2 separate regions of the Sus scrofa genome follow, and region 2 is linked to region 1. Evidence: chromatin contacts called from public HiChIP or PLAC-seq data. All regions are on one chromosome and are shown on one strand. The core of a region is the stretch at or near the end of the contact, and the rest is flanking DNA. Distances in the headings are between cores, read along the strand shown.

Region 1 (6,742 bases), core at 3,099-5,598:
ATGGAAGTTTCCAGGTTAGGGGTCAAATTGGAGCTGCAGCTGCTGGCCTACGCCACAGCCATAGCAATGGAGGATCCAAGCCATGTCTGAAAACTACACTGCAGCTCACGGCAATGCTAGATCCTTAACCCACTGAGTGAAGTCAGGGATCGAACCTGCATCCTCATGGATACTAGTCAGCTTCTTAACCCAGAGCCACAGCGGAAACTCAGTGGGCTTTCTGAATGGTCCTCCTTAACTTTCTTCTCTCCTATTTCCTGTTTTTCCGGTTCCTTTTTGTTCTGCTTTCATAAAGATTTTCTCAACTTGATCTTCCAATCCCTCTCTTGAGGATTTTTTCATTTCTGCCACTTTAAATTTCCAAGAACACCATTTGCTGGTTCTCTGAATGTTTCTTTGTATATGTCCTCCCTTCATGGGTTGCCATATTTTAATTTCTCTGACAACATTATTGATAATCATGTTGATGTATAATTTTGTCAGCACAGTCTCTGTTTTCTCCAAGTTGCTTTTAAAAGAATCTATTGGGGGAGTTCCCTGGTGGCCTAGCTCTTAAGGTCCAGGATTGTCGCTGCTGTGGGTCAGGTTCAATCCCTGGCCCGGGCACTTCTGAGAACTTCTAGGTGCTGCAGGTGCCCCCCCCCCCAAATATTAATAAAATAAAAAAAAATCTATTAGGGCTTTAGATGTCATAACACAGTCTTTCCTGAGATGCCAGGTCAGCTTTGGCTGCCTATGAAAGGCCAATTAGAGGCTTCACGCATGTCCGGGCTCCTTAACAGTGTTTTGCACTCTAGGGTGGTCTGGCTGTTCAGCTGGGCAACTGCAGTTGTCAGAAAGTTTAGGTGGTTCCCTTGGCCTGGTCTAATGCCCCAAGAAAGACTCTTCCAGAGTCCTGGCAGCCTGTATTCTGGAAACCTAGAGAGAGAGCTGGAGCATGTGTCAGCTTCCCATATTTTGAGGGTCATTTAACCCCTCTGTTCCTCTTATGGCACCTCTGCACTTAATTGTACTTGGTATCACTTAGCCCAATATGCTCCCTTTTACCTTCTATAGATGATAGACATCCAGTCTGTGGTTAAGATGGGGAAGAGGATCTGGGAATCTGTTAAGAAGACCTTCAGCCAATTATTATCTTAGCCCCCATTCACAGCCACATCCAGAAGGTGAACCTTCTGGGAACTTCAGAGTTTGTTTTTGGTTTTCCTTCCTGGCTACCATTTCCAGATTTCATTTTCTCAGGCCTGTTAAAAATTTTAACTTCAAAAATCATGTTGCAGTTACTTCTTCCCTTGCTTGCTCCATTCTTGCTAATTTGTGCCCTACGACAAGCCAATTTTCTGCTGTTTCAGGAGGCTCCAGAAGTTAGAGTCAACACAAACCATCAACCCAACCACCTTCAGTGGAAACTTAAGCCCCCATTTCAGTGCAGCCTTTTCACGCCCTTCCCCCTCCCCCATACATCTCCATCCACTTGCTCTGGGCAGATCTCCCCCACCCTGCTTTTGTTTATTCTGTTTTTTCCATCTGACACTTGATCTCACCCACCCTCATACATAAAGAAGCCACCTCTGTCAAAATCCTATCTAGCAAGGAAAACATGGGCCTGAAGTTATGGTGAGAGTTCCCTCTGGGAAAGAGAAACGTATGTATCCGGAAAATACTCCCATGTGGGATTGGGGTAAATGCTGCTAGGCCTGAGGCTTCCTTTGAAGATCCTTGAGAAACAAGCTAAGGGGCTGAGTTTTGCCTCCAGAATGCCAGGCGGTGGGAGGGTTGGGGGGGGAGGGGTGCACAGTCAAAACCCTCAGTGAGTCTGGTTTCTGGCCGTGGATGGGTGTGTGTGGGGGTGTCAGTGCAGAGGACCTTTGACCCAGGCCTGCCTCCCCTTGCATAGGGCAGGTGTCTAGTCCATGGCCATAGCCCAGTGCCTAGAATTGTGCCTACTCATAGGAGGCCTTCCAATGTGTGTACTGACTGGGGAGTCTCAGAAGAGAAATGGAGAGGTGGTACCTAATTAGACTGGGCAGAATCCTAGCCAGAGGGGGAAGGGGAGGGGATGCGCTGCTGGTAAGTCAGTGTAGGGCCATTCCCATACTTACAGAGATGAATTGTGACATGTGGTGGGACTGGAGGAACATTCTGAATCATTACTTGGTCAGAACACACGTCTCTTAAATGTCATCAACACAATCTGTCTGGGATAAGAGTGATTACCTCCTGCCAAGAGGAGACCCTCTTAAGAGGAACCTGACCCTGTTGGCATAGTACCGAACCCACCACAGCAGAACCCACCGCACCATAGAGTACTGTGTAGTCTTCCCAGTGAGCGTATTGTATAGTTCCCGGTGAGAGGGAACTTCCGAGTTTTTGTTACAGATACCCAGGGCACTCAAACGACCACACCAGTTTACAGGTCACAGTAACATGGAACCCAAAATGCTCGTCTCAGTTGCTCCTTGGTGACCTGGAAGGAGTAGATTTTTCTACCCAAGCCCAAAATTAATTCGGTGAAAAATGGCTGCTCTTAATTTTGTGCGATTGACTCTCTTCCACCCATCCCTCTTCTCCAGTCCACAGGGGCCTAATGTCTGGGCTGTTCTCCCTCTACAAGCTCCCTGCTTGGGCAGCTGATTCCTCTGAACGTCCATTAAGAAATGAACTAGGAACTGTGGACTCCAGCCTGTCTCCTGGGGTCAGGGGCTTGCACTCCTTTCCGGCCTCTTTGATGTTGGTCTAGGCCAGGAGAAGAGGGGGGGGGGGAGGTGCCACGCGACAGGATGAAGGCGCAGGTGAGGGCCAAGGGCAAAGCTGGCGGGGCGGGGCAGCAGAGCACTTCCTCCCCCGGAGGCCCCGACCTTAGGTGGGTGGGGCGCGGTGGGCGGGGCCCTCGCAGCCGGTGGCGTTTGAAGCCTGCGCGACAGCCGCGGGAGAAGGGCAGCCTGCAGAAGCTGGCAGCAGGCCTGCGGAGGGAGGGGCCCCACGTTCCTTGAGCAGCGCGGCCGGCGCCCAGGCACGTAATTCTTGCGAACACAGGACGCAGTGGGCACATCACTCGCGCTGCCAGGCTAGCCACCAGCCTGGGCCAGTCCAAGCTCCAGCTGACCTGGGCTCAAGGGCAGCGCGGCTTGCGCTGATCCCCCGCCGCCCTCCTGCGGTTCCTCCTGCGGGAGCGACCTCGCCCCACACGAGACCACCGCTCTCGGGCTGGCCGCGCCGAGGGTTCAGGGCTCAGCTGGGCAGGAACCAAGGGCGGAGAGCGGCCTGAGTCTCGGGGCGCGGCCACCCATCAACCTGGTTTCAGCGGTGTGCGCCGTGGTTGTCCAGGCCCGACTCGGGGCCAGTAGACCCGCCGGGCTTAGCGGACACGCCTCCTTGCCGGGCAAACCTCGCTCTGGAGAAGAAAGGGAGAAGCGAGGCGAGCCCTGCGAGGCGCGCCCGACACAAGCGGGGCTGGAGGGACAAAGGGGTGCTCTCCCGAGCTCTCGCCACCGCGCCGAGGTTCAAGGCAGTCAAGGTACAAAAGCTCCGGCAGGAAAATACCCTGCGGGGTCCCCGCCACGGAGAGGAGGGGGAACGGCCCCGCCCAGGCCCGCCTCGGACGTCGTGCGTCAGCGTGCCCGGCTCCGGGCTCCAATTTCCGCTCCTCCTCCCGCCGGCTGAGGGGACACGCCCATCGGCACGCGCAGGCCCCAAGGCCGGGTGGGAGCCTCTGGCTGTACGGATTGGCCCGGCTGAGTACTCATGGACCAATGGCGCCGGCCCTGGTCCTTAGCCACGCCCCCTCACCAGGCGCGGGCACGCGACCGCTATCCCGCCGGTGCGCGCTCCGGGATCCCCGCCCCCTCCGCGTGCGCAGCTCCCTGCGGCCGCCGCCGCCGCCTGTAACCTGCGCCGCCAGGATGTGGCTGGGGGCTGACGTCGGGTCCAGATGTGGCCCCGGCCCCGCCCACCCCCGGGGCCGGGCCGCCCACACCGAGCCGCGGCGCGCACGGCGGCTGTCCCGCCTGCCACAATGCGCGGCGAGGCTGCGGCCACGGCTCGGGGAGGTCGTCCCTAACGTCGCCGCTCGGCATCCATAGGACAGGCCGCCACTGACGCCGCGCGGGGACCCTACTCGTCCGCGCCCCCCATGCGCTCACTCTGAGGTGCCCAGCCGGGCGGGCGCTTAGCAGACGCGGAGCAGCGCGGGTGACGGCAGAGGCGGCTGCGCGCCCAGCCCAGCCGGCGGAGAGGGCGCGCCGCGCCCCCGCCCCCCGCCCGCTCTCCGGAGGCCGTGGGTGCGGATGCGCTGCTGACGACTCGCAGCGACTAGCAGTCTCCCGCCTGCCGGCTGGAGCCCGCACCATGGCAGCCGCCGCCTATGTGGACCACTTCGCCGCCGAGTGCCTCGTGTCCATGTCGAGCCGCGCGGTCGTACACGGGCCGCGAGAGGGGCCGGAGCCGGGACCCGAGGGCGCGGCCGCTGTCGCCGCCACGCTGCCCCACGTCGAGGAGCGCCGCGACGGCAAGGACAGCGCCTCGCTCTTCGTAGTGGCGCGGATCCTGGCGGACCTTAACCAGCAAGCACCGGCACCCGTCTCGGCGGAGCGCAGAGAAGGCGCCGCCGCCAGGAAGGCGAGGACCCCCTGCCGCCTGCCGCCCGCGCCGCCACCCGCCCCCGAGCCCGCCTCCCCCGGTGCTGGAGGCGCGGCGGCCGCGCCTCTTAGCCCGGCGTGGAGCGAGCCCGAGCCCGAGCCTGAGGCGGGTCTGGAGCCCGAGCGAGAGCCGGGGCCCGCGGGGAGCGGCGAGCCCAGCCTCAGACAAAGGGGCCGGCGGGGCCGAAGTCGCGCCGACCTCGAGTCCCCCCAGAGAAAGCACAAGTGCCACTATGCGGGCTGTGAGAAAGTTTACGGGAAATCCTCGCACCTCAAGGCGCACCTGAGAACTCACACAGGTCAGTGGGGCGGCCCGGGCACTCGCGCAGACCTGGGCTAGTGCGGGTCGCCCAGACACGCCCCCGGAGCCTCCGGCTTGGGCGCGGGAGGTGGTCAGGGCCTCGCCCCTTCCCCCGCCGCTCCGGGTTGCGGTCGACCCTGAGAGCCGCGCGAGGCGGGTCCTGGCGCTGGCTGCCGGCGCCCGCCCGGCGACCGCGCCCCCGCCGGGCACGCCCCCTCCCCGGGTGCGCTCGGGCGGGGCTGCGGGGGCGAATGTCGTCATCCGGGCCGGGGTGCGCGCGGGCAGGTGCGGGCGAGCTGCGTGGGGGCAGTGGGGGCCGCGGGTGCCGCCCGGGGAGGTGGGCGGCCGCGGCGCCCGGGAGCCGGGGGGGAGGGGTGTCCTCGCCTGGCCCCTCCCTCGTCGGCTGGGCGCGCTCTCGGGAGCGGCGGGGAGGGGCCGGCTCGGGAGCGCGGTGGGCGAAGTTCACGCGGGGACAGGGCTCCCTCCAGCAGCTCGGCACATTCTTCGCTCTTCCTGTAATTTTTCCAGCGCTCTAAGGTTTAATTTGTCGAAACCAGAGCTGGTGGCGACCGACGCGGGGGGCGGTCCCGGGTTCTTGCCCGCGGCTCTTTGTGGGAACCCCGCCCATCCGGCGGCGGAGGCGCGCTGGACTCGAGGGGCTCCCGGCTGGTCGGCGCTTTCTCCTAAAAGGACCGCTCTGCCTCCAGCCTGTCGTTCTGCGCCGCCCTCCTCCCAGACCCGCTCTCACCTGCCAGGGCCGGATGCGGGCAGGCAGCACCTGCACGGGGGCGGGCGGCCGTCCGGAATCGGCGGCCTGGGTGCCGCGGACCGCCGCCCGACCCCGACCCCCACCCCCAGGCAGCATTTCCCTTAGTGCGGGCCCGGGACGTTGTCGTTAATTCCTCTGAGGTTATTTTTTTTTTTAAAACACAAAAGTAGAAACAACCTTCTAATTAATTGTTCTAATCTTTCTCTCTTAGTTTGGTTGAAAGAATCGTGTATATCCTCTGAGGTCACGCGAACTCTTGGGTGACTCTTTTTAAGTCTTACCTAATTCAGAACCCTTATACCGTTACTTTGTTATCAAAGGATTAGGTTTCTCATTTGTAAAATAATCCACAAGCTAATTAAATAACCGATTTACAAAACGCAGTCTTCAAAAACCTAGAGCTGAAAGGCTCTTTTCTCCCTGTAAATTTAGAACTCAGGCGGCCCAGGGTTTGCAAGCGTCAAGAACTGGATCCCACGAACTTTCCTCTCCGAGGCTTTCCTTTCCTCCCCGAATTTCTGGTCCCACGCTGTGGCCGCCTCAAACCACGTGGCAGGGTCGCGGGTGAAGGTGGGGCCTTTTCTGTGCTTTCTGAGTCAGAATTAGGGGTGTGTGGACTCAGGAGGTGGTGGGGACGTTACTGCAAGAGTGGGTGTGGTTGTGGGGGAGGGGCCAAGCTAGCTTCCCAGCCTGGTGGACCCTGAGTCCCGGGAAGGGCCAGCGTTTGGGGCGTGGCTGCGGTTGAGTGCTGCTTGAGGGACGTGGCCGGTATGGGGCTGGGAACTTGATTAGAAAACCCTTTTTCAGCTTGTTTTTACTGTGGCCTCCCATACCGCAGCACCCGGTACCAGGTTCTTGAATTGCAAAGGGACTGCCCCAGGGGCGGGGCTCCCCCGCGCCTTCGCCTGAGGGTGCCTTCCCGATTGGCCACCCCCCACTACCAGCCCTGGTTCAGGCTCCTTGTGCCCTTCGCGGCACAAGGCAGGGGTGATAGTTGGGGCAGGAACGCTGGGAAACCATGCCTCGCAGTGGGTT
Region 2 (6,742 bases), core at 2,722-5,221, 60 kb before region 1:
CTGGGGTGGATGCCCCCAGACAGCAGAGGGTCCTCCTTCCTCTACCATTGGTAGAGGATCCTGAGGATTGCAGTGTGGCCAGTCTCCATCTCCCACTCAGCCCGGCTCCGTTCCTGTGTGCTGTGGGAGGGGCGCCCCCACCCACCAAGGGCTAAGACCTCCAAATCAACAGTGCTTCAAGTTGCAGGGGTGGACAGTAATTCTGACCCAAAGATGTGCTCTCCTGCTGCTGTCAGAATTACTGTGGAAGGCTGTTCACTGTCGGTCCAGGCCAGCTGCTTCTGGACTTTTCTATGCATTTTCCTTTTTACTTTATCTCTGAGATCCTAAGCCCTAGGAAACCAGATGGACAGTCAGCGCATATGCCTTCCAAACCAGAGTCCCTCCCTGGGGCTAGGGCCGGATCCTGGTGCCCTTTGTGTGTAGCTTGCCTAGCTTAACACAGACACCCAGGCCCACAGATGGAGCAGGTCAGTTCTGCTGCTGGGTCTGAAGGCTCAGGAGGTCCCTCCGGCCAGTGTGAGCCTGAGGGGTGGCAGCCATGACCCATGTCTTTTGCAGGACTCACAAAGCAGGGCACCATCCACTCCTTGTGATTCCTAGTCATCGTCTGTGCATTTTGCTAACTTGAGCGGCCGCTCCATCGGCGAAGGAGAAACAATTATGGGAAAGGTGATTCGCAGTCTTTGTAGGGCTTTCCCCTGGATTGTTTTGTTGGAGGTCACCCCAGCTTTGCGAGATGAGCAGTTATGGGGCCAAGACCGATGACTCGATTTTCCCAAGGACCCCAAGCCCTGTGTTGGAACCAGCTCCACCCTGTTCTCCAAGCCTCAGTCCAGAGCCCCTCCCCACGCTGTGCATCCAGGGTCCTGGACACATACCTTCTAAACACCTTTCTGTGCATTAGTCTGGTAAGACTGCTATAGCAAAGTGCCACACACTGGGTGGATTAAGCAACAGAAATTTAATTTCTTGCCCCTTTGGAGGCCAAAAGTCCAAGATTAAAGCGTCAGTGGAGTTGGTTTCCTCTGAGGTCTCTCTTCTTGGCTTATAGAAAGCTGACTTCTCCCCGTGTCCTCACACGGTCATCCCTCTATGTGTGTCTCTGTCCTAATCTCCCCTTTGCACAAAGACACCAGTCAGATTGGATAAGGGCACCAAGGCCCACTGTGACCTCATTTAGCCTTAATTTCCTCCTTCAAGGCCCCATCTCCAAATACAACGTACTGGGAGTTATGACTTCAACACATGAATTGGGGGGAGGGGGTGATGCAATTCAGCCCATCCCAGCTCCTTCGACCTATCACAGGCCCCAATACCGGCCTAGCTAGGGGGAGTGTGGGTGCAGCTGGGGTTGCAGAGGGGGAGAGCCTTCTGTGAAGAGAGCACTGCAGGTGTCTGGAGATGCCAGGAAATGAGGTCTTGGGGGGAGTTCATCCATCAGGGTAGGGGAGCCCAAGCAGCACAATTCCAGGCGTTGGGCAAAGAAGGAGATCAGAGTTGTCCATGAAGCTGTAGGAAGGCAAGCAGCACAGATGTGGCTGACAGGGGCCTAATTTCCCTGCTTCCAGAGCACAGCAGGGGGGCTCAAAGCAGGGAGATGTGTGGTCAGAACCAGCTAAGCTGTGGAACGTGCTCAGTGTGTGATCACAGCAACCACGCGGGAGACCTAGATCTCTGTCCTCCACTGGCCACTGACAGTTAGTGCTATTCTGGATGAGCTGCTTCAGAAAGTGAGGCCTTTAGAGTCTTGGGCAACAGGTTTAAACTTCCTGCTCAGCTAGCTACCAGCTGTGTGACCTTGAGGACTTGACCAGACTCCGGTCTATTGGTTCATAAAGATTGGGTTATTGTTGGGGTGAATAGATAACGCAAGTGGCCTCATACATCGCAGAAGCAACGGCACTTATTTTCCTTTGGCTTCTCTGCAGGTTGTTTCCTCCATCAAACTGCTGTGGCATTAAGAGGACCAGTGGCATGGGCCAGTGGCAGTGGGCAGCCAAGGGACTCCTGACTGCGGCATGTGCAGCAATCTCAGGAAGGGGGCTGAGCTCTGGGCCCCTTGTCCTGCAGGGCTCTGGGCAGAAGGAGGCTTCTGGAAGGTGGAGGGATGGAGGAGAAGTGAGCCAGCTCAGTGGGCGCGCCCTTGACCCAGTTCATCACCAGCCCCTCCATGTGCTGCCCAGAGTGGCCATTTCCAAGCTCTGGCTCCCAGCGCCCAAGGTCCTTGAAGAATCTGAAGAGGCTGGGGTGCACCCCCCAGGGACCCAGGAGACATGGGCTGTTGAGGGGAGGTGATGGCAGCCTGGGGAGGAGGAAGAGCTCTGTGTTGGGGATGAGAAACCTGTTCATTTCTAAGACTGGCTCTGAGGGTTGGTTCTGGATTCACTGAGGGAAGGAGGTGAGTATGGTGGCCCCTGGGCTCCCTGGGGTCATCTGCCTGCCATCCCCAGGGATGCCTTTGGCATAGTTAGAGGTTCAGGTAGGATTTTGTTTTGGGGTAAAAATAGCTCTGCTGTAAAGACAGTAATGTCCCCAGTGTCACTCTGCCCCACACCAGCCACACTTATTGGCCCTGGGATGGGAGCCGGACCCAAGCCAGGACAACCGGAGACTCCTCAGGAGGATGGAACTGGCCCCAGGAGACCCCAGCTCATTTTGCAGAAATATAAACTTGAAGGAGGTCCAGGGGCCACGCCAATGCAGAGAGAGTCCAGTAGAGGGGTAAAGGGACCCTGGGTCCCCCAAATCCCCAGGTCCCAGGCTGCCATCCCAGAGCCCGCCATCCCTGCCCTTGGACTCTTAGAAACTCTAGGATGGTTTTCTTGCCCTAAGTTCCCCTTTTTGTGTAAAGCCAGCTAGAAATGGTTATTTGCAAAAGACCTAGATCATACACAGATCTTCCCAGAATTTCTCTTCCTCTAGAAAATCTGGCCTGAGCTCTAAGACCCCAGGGTCTGCAGAAAAGTTGATCTCACAGCACATGCATCCTACACGCAGTGAGCATGAGAGCTGGGACTGTAGTTCTACCTTGAAATTGAATGTCCTTCCCAACTCTCTTCACTTGACTCCACATCTCAGAAAGGCCCTTGTGAATCCCCCTAGAAGGCCATGGCAGTCCAGCCTTTAAATTCTGCCAGAACTACTGGTGACATCTTTTGGGATCTCTGGCCTGCAGTTGTCACTCTTGACTGGGGACCTGAAAGGGTCTCTTTGTCCATGATGCATAAGCTCAGACTCCCACCCCACCCTACCCCACCCCCCCGGCCTCGGCTCTGCAAGGCTCTCTCCGCAGAAGCAGCCTCCTCCACCTCCATAGGACCTCCCCCACCTCCACGGGATCTCCCCCTGCCCTCACCAGCTGGCAGGCTGGGGACCTGGGATCCCCCACCCCCTTGCATCTGGCCCCCTTCCTCTTGGCGCCTTCCCAGTGCTGAGCGCTGTCCTGGCACAAAGCCAGAGTTCCGTAAATGCCAGCTGAACGGAAACCCCACTGAGGTTGCAGGTTCCTGAACTGGTCTCTCTTCTTATTCCAACCCCCAGTCACAGGGTGGGAGCCAGTTGGTATCCTGGCTCCCTCGATAGTGGCCCAGGCTGCATTTCTCTGGGGACCCTAGTGCCCAGGAACCCTATCTGGCCAGCACCTATGTTCCCCAGCGGCCCCTCTCAGGCCCCTCCCATGGCTGCCTTTAAAAACTGTGCACTTGGCAGCCAGAGGCTTGAATTTAGTTATGGGTTTAAGATCCAAAGGGAGTAGGACCTAGAACCTTTTGGCTTTGAGAAGGGGGAAGAGGATGGCTGTGACGTCCCCAGCTTGGGGTCACTTAGGGAAAGAGGGGTGGCAGCTTCAGGGGGCTTGCAGGGTCCCCAGGCCTCTGGCAGGAGCTCCCTGTCCTGGGCTGAGCACTGGGGTGGAGCCTCTGAGCACCACAGGGAGGAGAGGCCTGTGGGTGACCCTGTGTGAACCTGGGGGAGGGGAACTGCCAGGGAAGGATCGCACATTTCAGGAAGTGCCCTGCACCGTGGCCACTGACAAAGGCTGCAGATCCGCCTGCAGAATCCACACCCTACTTTTGCTCTCCCCCTTTCCAGACTCTGGGTGCTGCAAGCACCCTCCCACCCCCCACCCTCTACTCCCCACCCCACCCCCAACACCCCAACCCAATGGATTGCATTCCTTGGGAGCAGGGGTATGGGAGTCAGGGGACCCCACCCCCACCTCTGCACTCCAGGGGCTCCCCGAAGTCAGGAATGTATCCCTACAAAGGACAGATAGCCAGCAGAGGCTTCAGGAAGCTGTTTTCCTCATAGCAAGAGGCCTAGGAATGGGGAAGGGGACCCTCCCAGAGGAGAGGGGTGCCAGCCCAGAGCAGGGGACCTTCTCCCTTTGAGACACACGGGTGCCGTGTGGTTGGTGATAAACATCTCTCACAGGAGTGGTGCCCGCTGTGTTTGGCATTCACCGTGTCCTAATCTTTCTAGAACACTCCTCTGCCTCTCCCTCCACCCATCGCCTTGGGAGAGCACTGGGGTCTCTCATTCCTTCACTAGTAAGGAGCCTGGGGACCCAAGGGCTGGTGCAGCCCCCCAGTTTCCCCACCCATCAGGCTGTGTTGACACTGTGGGGAGAGGCCTGCGTTGGTCGTTATGCTGAGAAATGAAACATTACTTAACCCCAAGGAGAAACCACAAGAAGAGAAAAACAGCTCTAGCTGCAGCTGGGCCCAAGGGTTCAGCCTTGGTCTCATTGCCTACACAGCAAGGAAAGAAGGACTGTTTTTCAAATCCCCAAAACCCCCCCTCTGATGGAGAAGAGTGTAGTTTGTTTGAAGACTGTGACTTGGGCTCAGCTCTCTGGCTGCGCTGACAGTTGCCCTGAGGCCGGAGCTGGTGAGGGGCAAAGCAGCCCCCAGGTGTGGGATGCTGCAGTTTCACCTCAGGGCTCTTGGGCACACTGGGGACCCAAGGCCGCTGCTCTTGAGAACAGAGCTGGGCCCCAGGAGACAGGATAGACCCTCTGCATGGAGCCCCGCCAGGCAGGCAGTGGAGAGAGGAGGCCACAGGGGGTGCTCCAGAAGTCAGGAGGCCTCAGAAGGATCCTCTGGTGGTTCAGCAGGGGCACCTATTTTGTTTGTCATTTGTGGTGGGGTCCCCCATCTTTTATCCTGCGGATCTGTAGGTTTCCACTCTTGGGGTCAACAGGCCCAGCTCTGGCTGCCCTCCTTGAAGAAGGAGGCCTTCTGGGCTGTCTCCCTGCCCCCTACCACCCTCCACAACAGGCTTAGACCTACTCCATTCTCTGCAGGTGCAACATTTCAGGAGTCAGGGCCTCTGGTGGGGTGGGTGCCGCAGGCATGAGAGAGTCCAGCCTCTGGCAGGACTAGGAGGTCCACACCAGCCTACCCCAGAGGAGCCAGGTACTAAGCTACCAAAGACCTGCCTCTTGCCCTTCTGACTTCTCAGGAGCTGCCAGAGCAGTTGTCCCCATTCCCTTGGCCTCTGCCTGTAGGTATTTCTCCTTTCTCAGCCCTACCCAGACCCCTGAGACCAGTGGCCACCAGAGATGCAGAAGCTGAACTTGCACAACTTCACAGGAACATACATGTAACTGTGCATGCGTGCACACACACATCAACAGGCACACACACGTCTGTACACCCAGGGGCTTTCCCTCCCCTGGGGCTGTGTGTGCCCCCTCAGAGGAGCTTACCCTGGTGGGGCTGGCATCCATATTTCCATATATATGTCTCATGTCCACAGTCATTTAAGCTCACAGGCCCTTTACTCAGTTGAAGGATGGACAACTGTGCTGTGTCCCCAGAGTGGTGGCCCAGAAGTTCGCACCTGAGTTGGACTAGATTAACCCCTGCCCTCTGCCTCGGGCCATTTTCCTCATTGGGTACCTTAAGGCTGAAGCCTGGGGCAGGTGCAGGGGTGGGGGGCTGACCACCCAGATCTCCAGCAACTTGGCCCTGGGTCTGGCTGCCCTGCGTGCTTGAAGGTGGCCCTAATCTAAACTCATGCCCCGAGCTACAGACCCAGGAAAACCCGGCCAGTTCAGAGAGAATCTTATCAAATGCCTGCTTCATGACAGATTTGGGTCTGGAGGGGTGGAGTACGGTCCTGAAAAAGGTTTCTCTCAGCCAAAAAAGTCAGATGTCATTCTGTCAAATGACAAAGTAGCATATTTTATGTGTCCCCAAACTTTGTAGACGCTCCTTAAAGATGGGCGGGGGCATGCAGGACAGGTGCCAACAGTGAGAGTGAGTCCTGTCCTGGCCTCTTGCCTCTGGCAAAGATAAACAAAGTTGGAACCCAGCCAAAGCCATGGTTGGGGTTGGGAGGAAGGCAATTTTTTTAAAGGCTGAAGCTCACTGGGGGAACGGACCAGGCCACAGGGTTTGTTAAGTTGGTGCCTCTCTGGGTCAGAAAAGAGCTTCTTCCTTCTTGTGTCTTTAGGACAAAGGGCAGCGGTGCAAGTTAGACCAAGACCCCTCCACCCCAACCTGGGAATTGGCTCCTACCCTTCCAGGCCGGTGCTGCAGGACAGCTCCCTGAATGTTTGCATTTCAAAGAAACAACTCCCAGCTCCAGTGGTGGGAGACTAGAAGGGCAGAGAAAGGACTTACAAGTGTTCTGAAGTAACTACTCTCAGAGGGGTTTTAGGGACCTCTCTTCCTGTCACCAGAGTTTGACTGGGACAAACGGATTTTCCAGGGGGCACTGAGCTTTCTCAGGCAGG

The links. HiChIP or PLAC-seq counts read pairs in DNA pulled down with a chosen protein or histone mark.
Region 2: a contact with region 1 is called in an H3K27ac HiChIP or PLAC-seq map of alveolar macrophages. The contact joins the enhancer-like site here to the promoter of KLF13 in region 1. A contact is called at or near these places in 3 of 5 promoter capture datasets (fetal liver and liver), 4 of 47 Hi-C or Micro-C datasets (blood, brain, fetal liver and 1 more) and 2 of 2 datasets of contacts at active chromatin or transcription factors (alveolar macrophages and skeletal muscle).

The regions. Positions count from the first base shown.
Region 1 is chr1:143,537,839-143,544,580 of Sscrofa11.1, reverse strand. KLF13 (Kruppel like factor 13) reads left to right here and starts at 4,348. Exons shown (of 2, transcript NM_001011505.1): 1 at 4,348-4,936. The coding sequence starts at 4,348.
Region 2 is chr1:143,597,775-143,604,516 of Sscrofa11.1, reverse strand. No RefSeq gene overlaps it. Among named protein-coding and RNA genes, the nearest start is that of KLF13, 61 kb to the right of the region's middle. Within about 2 kb of position 3,971, at least 31 of the 83 cell types and tissues checked have an H3K27ac peak or open chromatin away from gene starts, as enhancers often do. A contact at or near this core is called in alveolar macrophages, fetal liver, liver and 1 more, where this site is marked.